Regions from separate parts of the Zea mays genome. Here region 2 is linked to region 1. A link is a contact called in public Hi-C data. All regions are on one chromosome and are shown on one strand. Each heading gives the region's core, a stretch centred on a gene start, on an enhancer-like site or on the middle of the called end of the contact. The rest is flanking DNA. Distances are from core to core; before and after follow the strand shown.

What was found. A called contact is a pair of places that touch in the nucleus more often than the background predicts.
Region 2: a Hi-C map of leaf shows a contact between it and region 1, with 4 times the contacts expected there. The contact joins the promoter of LOC100192821 here to the promoter of LOC103639606 in region 1. A contact is called at or near these places in 3 of 25 Hi-C or Micro-C datasets (ear, leaf and tassel).

The regions. Positions count from the first base shown.
Region 1 is chr9:160,485,713-160,488,441 of Zm-B73-REFERENCE-NAM-5.0, forward strand. It overlaps LOC103639606 (UDP-galactose/UDP-glucose transporter 4), which reads right to left and starts at 1,422. Exons shown (of 8, transcript XM_035962770.1): 1 at 1,341-1,422; 2 at 1,031-1,252; 3 at 683-711; 4 at 361-562. The coding sequence starts at 1,162.
Region 2 is chr9:160,724,881-160,727,609 of Zm-B73-REFERENCE-NAM-5.0, forward strand. LOC100192821 reads left to right here and starts at 1,330. Exons shown (of 6, transcript NM_001138012.1): 1 at 1,330-1,434; 2 at 1,517-1,719; 3 at 1,973-2,085; 4 at 2,204-2,433. The coding sequence starts at 1,614.

The sequences.
Region 1 (2,729 bases), core at 172-2,671:
TCTCAGTAAAGAAGAGTCCAAATTGCTTGGCTTAGCTATTCTCGCTGTAGCCAGAGATGTAGTATTCGTACCCCTAAAGTAGAGAGAGACATGACATAGATGGCTAGTTTGGCACCTAACCAAAACATCAAATCTTGATGCCAGGTACACTACTTGTGCTCCCTTTTCATTCATAGCTGTGCTATCTGTGTACAATGTTTCAGTCATTCAGAAGACTGCACTGTAATATCACAAGAACTATATATATATGTTTCCTTTCCATTTCTTCCTTGCAAAAAAAAGGGAACTTTATTTCTTTCTAGCTGCTAAAACAAGACCAAAAAGATCATGTGTAGAAAGAAATGAAGGAAGGAAATTGACCTTGGTTGACTTGAACATGATCTGTGCAGGGTAATTGAGGAAGGCGAGGGATCCCTTGGTGAGGCCATTGGAGCCCATGAGCACCGCCGAGAGGCGCACGTAGGTCCGCCACGGGTTCACCATCTGCTTCACCGTGAACCCCTGCAGCCGTATCAGCGCCAGGTACACGAACCCCTGCACAAACGTGAAGTACCAGCCGTAGCTGCAGTGCCGTGCAGTGCAGCCACACACACGGACACGGCGGGAAACGAACAAACAATTCAGAAACGCCTAGGCCGGCGTAGCTAGCACAGCAAGCAAGCGACCACCACAACCTGTGTACCTGAACTGAAGCCTGTTGTACACGTACTCCTACAAGACAAGAAAGCCTCGTCAAAAAGCTTCGCTTGCGGGAGTTTCAGGAAACCACGCTGACCAAGCAAGCGTATAAAAAAGTCCATGGCGACGGAAAACAAGGACCGAGGGAAGAAAGAAAAATGCAGTTTACAATTGCCCCCCTTTTTCTCTGCGTACGAGCAGCCGTATAGACTAGTTGCATACAGGCAATTAATTTTTTTCCATCGAATTCTCGGTACAAAACCTCTCGTCGTACCAGAGAAATCGACCGCGTTTCTTCGTCAAAACTGTATGCGGAAGGAGAAGGCCGGAGAGGAAGAACGAACATACGCACCTCGCAGATGCCATTGACGAGGTAGCCGAAGAAGAAGCCCGAGGAGCAGATCATGAACTGCTGCCACCTAGGCCTGTTTGTCAGAGACACGCCGAACAGCGACCTCCCCTGCTCCTCCCCTCCTCCGGTCATGGCGGCACTGTCCTCCTCCTCCTCCTCCTCCTCCTCCTCCTCCTCCTCCTCCTCCTCCTCCTCCTCCTCCTGTCTTGGGTCGTCCTTCCCCTGAGAACAAGAATGAAGGATCCAGTCGTCAATGGCCGCCCGCCGACGGGGCGAGGGAGGAGGAGAAGTAATGGTAAGAGGGGACGACCAACTGAGGAAGGGCGGCCGAACAAGGAAGGAATAGATGTGGACGAGTCCTCTCCTGCCTGGGCTCGCAAGTCCGCAGCTGCTACTCGCCAAGATATGATAACCGCCCTTATATATACACAAACACAATAAATAAATAAATAAATAAATAAAATGAAGATACGCCAACTGCATGCAGGCCAAGCCGCCAAGGATTCTATTCCTAGGACTAGAGGAGGCGAGGAGTCGTAGCGTCGTCGTCCTCGCTCAAGTCAGTCATGGAGAGCTGCAGCTGCCGGATTTCTCAGAGATTCACAGCTACTACAGCTGCGTCACCCATCTGGCCATCTTTTGCTCGTCATCCAGATCAGTCAGCGGCGGCCGGCGGCAGGCAGGGCACTTGCCGATGCGCACCACGCGGCGCGCCACGGCGTTGATGCACTCATGCAATGCACATGCACCCAGTGATTCTGCAGGTCGCTAGTCTCGTCTACGGTGCTTGACAGGTGGGCTCACGACTCTGATGGGACCGCTTGTCAGCGGGAACAGGAGGGAAGCGCGTCAGTGTTGGTCTATTTTCAGCAAATGAATGCTCCAGATCGTCTTGCTCAGCAAAGGATGATATCACTTAATCAATGCCTATTTTCGACAGGTGTAAAACCTCAACCCTGGCTATGTTTGGATCCAAACAAGCCCTCACAGTTTGTTGGCCCGCAGATGAACCAAAACACACTACTGAGAAAGAAAGAAAGTAAATTGCTTGGACAGTGTTTCTCATATTCGTGAGTAGTAGTATATATTAGAGGTGTATTTAGACGGTCTCCAACCATTCCCAATACAGTTTAATCTATTTACACTTTCTATTATATTTTAATACATCTAGATATCCTTTAGAACTAATTTAGTAATTCTATTTTTTCAAGTGATTTTCGTTTTCACTATGGAAATTAGTTTATTTCTCTATGAGAAAATAAGAATCAATTAGAAAAATAAAGTTTCCAAACAAGCATGATGTGGCGAGCGAGAAGCTTAGCGGGATCTCGCACGGAGCAGCAGAGAGAGGGACAGGAGATATGTGCTTTTGCGGTGGCACGATACAAACGCCGGTCCTGCAACTCCATCGGTGGCGCCCTCGCCGTCCAGCCTGGTTGCTTGACTCCGCCAGAGCGCTTTCTTCTTCGTCACCGTTGCGAAACATTCACTCGCGCCTTCCGATGGCTTCCATAGGGACATTGCTTCCCATCACATACGGGGAAATCTCTCGTCCCTCTCGTCCCTTCATATGTGGGGAATGTTCATGATGAGCGGTAGGAGGCATTCGTGGGGGGATAGTCCACCCCGTATGTTCGATAACGGGGCATTTACCGTGAAGCGCTGACGACAACCTTATAAAGGTTTCTATCTTCATGAT
Region 2 (2,729 bases), core at 80-2,579, 240 kb after region 1:
GACACGCATGTGCTGTCCGACGTGGTGCAGCTAATCATCGGCCTGTTTGCTCGTCGAAGCTATTTGGTGTATTATTAAACTTTTGTTGTAGAAAATCATCGAATTATAATTAAATTCACAAAAAATTATAGAATCGACCAAAATTTGCAAATAAGTTATCAACATTGTTAAATAGTTTATAAAAAAATAATTCTAAGTTCTCACATAAAGATAACCTTAAGTCCCTACATGTAACGCACCCACTGGGCCAGTCCGCCTAAAGCCCACCATCGCCAGCGTCGGACGTTCATGCGCTCGTGCGCAGCCTATTCAGACGGGCACCTCACTCTCAAAACCTAGGCTGAGAGAGGAGGGAGGCCCGCCCTTATAAGTGCAACACGGCCCCCTTGGCTAGGCGAGGTGGTACTAACCCAGGGCATGCATACCGGCCCCTTACATCCCACCCCCCTAAGATGCCCAAAGCTCTCCCAGGCAGCAGCGGCAATGTGGGCTCCGATACCAATTGTAACGATGTAAGGGGCCGGTATGCATACCCTGGGTTAGTACCACCTCGCCTAGCCAAGGGGGCCGTGTTGCACTTATAAGGGCGGGCCTCCCTCCTCTCTCAGCCTAGGTTTTGAGAGCGAGGTGCCCGTCTGAATAGGCTGCGCACGAGCGCATGAACGTCCGACGCTGGCGATGGTGGGCTTTAGGCGGACTGGCCCAGTGGGTGCGTTACACTACATGAAAATGATAAAAGTCTATTAATTTAATATAAATTTGAATATTATTTTAGTGATTTTGGTCTAAAGATGTGTTTAAACAATAACATGATGTACTACAAAGTTATAGATTTCTTCGAGCTCTACAATTTTCATATAAACTTTATCTTCATTCGATTTTATATGTAAAAGTTATGATTTTATAACTATATTATTATGTAAAAAATGAGTACCCGAATTCCGGATATCCGTATCCGACCCGAATATTCGAGTATTTATCGGATAGTACTCGCTTCGTATCCGACCCTAAATCCGAAGCTACACTGTCCGTGTATTACTCGTATTCGTTTCGAATATAAAAAATATCCGAATTCGTATCCGAAAAACAGGTATTTACACTATCCGTATCCTGTAACCGGCAGGTATACCCAACCCGTTTTCACCCATTGAAATCGATGAGGAGGAGATGTGTGGAGCAGAGATTGGGTCCAGCCCAGAAGCCTACCGAGACGTAAGGCCCAGCACATGCACACATGGGCCCTGCACCTGCCCCCGAACGGGCCCGTTTCCACCTCTCGCACGCTGTACGGACGGGCGCACGGCACATCGTCACAATCCCATGGTTTTTTTTTTCCACTGCTGCTTCCAGTTTAGCGTCCGACTGCTCGCTCCCTGCCCCTCCCTCTACCTCTCTCCCTAGGGTTTCTACCACGCGCCCGCTTCCGACTAGCAGGTTGGTGCTCTCCATTCCTCTCCAGTGCAAGCTATTAGTCCTCTCAATCGATCTATTACACGGGGCCCGCTTTTTTTTCCAGCGCTAGCGTCGCCTAACTCCGACCGAGGGGACAACGAGGGTTTTGGGACGGACGGAGGGAGATTTGAAGGAGGCAGCGGAGGGCCGGAGACCAGACCATGAGGCCGGTGTTCTGCGGCAACTTCGACCACGACACCCGCCAGTACGACCTCGAGCGCCTCTTCTCCAAGTACGGGCCCATCAGCCGGATCGACATGAAGTTAGGTACTCGATCTCTCCTCTTTACTTGCCTGGCGCATAGATTCAGTAGAGGGGGTGTCTGATAATCGATGCGAATGCCTAGTAATACATTCTAATTCGGCATGTTCTGAATCTAGTCCTAAATGCGGGCGCACTAGTTTGTATTTGTGTTAATGAGTGTGCCGTGAAAAAATTATTTGATGTTGTATTATATACTAGTACTTGTGACGGGGGCAAGGGAAATCCTGAAAGTCACTGCTCAATTTCTCTGTTGCAGGCTATGCTTTCATTTACTTTGAAGATGAGCGTGACGCAGAGGATGCTATAAGGCGTCTCGACAATGTGTCTTTTGGTTACAACCGGCGCAGGCTTTCTGTGGAATGGTCTAGGGTAATTTCTTGTCTATGGCTCTATGCCTGAATGGATTTTTTTGGCACTTCCATTTTCTGTACGAGCAACATTTTAATAAATGTGTTAATTGCCACCATTCATTTTTTAACTTGTTCAGCAAGTTGAACCGGTGCCAAAGAGCCGTGATAGGCCTACTGGGGATGTAAAGCCAACGAGAACCCTCTTTGTTATCAATTTTGACCCCATACGCACTAAGGTTCAAGATATTGAGAAGCATTTCGAACCGTATGGCAAGATTGCCAACATTCGCATTCGAAGGAACTTTGCATTTGTACAATATGAGACACAAGAGGAAGCTAGTGCCGCTGTTAAGAACACTGACAAGAGGTATTCTTATCTTATCACTTGCCATCCTTCTGTCGTTATTGTGTTGTTCAGTTGCTGCTGCTACCAGTCACATGCCAATCACGTTTTCTGCCTCACATAGATCTGAAGCTGCTTCTAGATTATAAATAGGACATTCTTTTGTTTTCAATATAACAGGATCATATCCCTCGCTCGCTCGCTCCTGAGCGTCATACTTACCTTGATGATGGTTTTATTGGTTTCTCTTGTAGATGCCACATTAAGTTATGCACACTCACTTTAATGGTTTCCTACCTAGTTGTTTCACAAATCTGGTT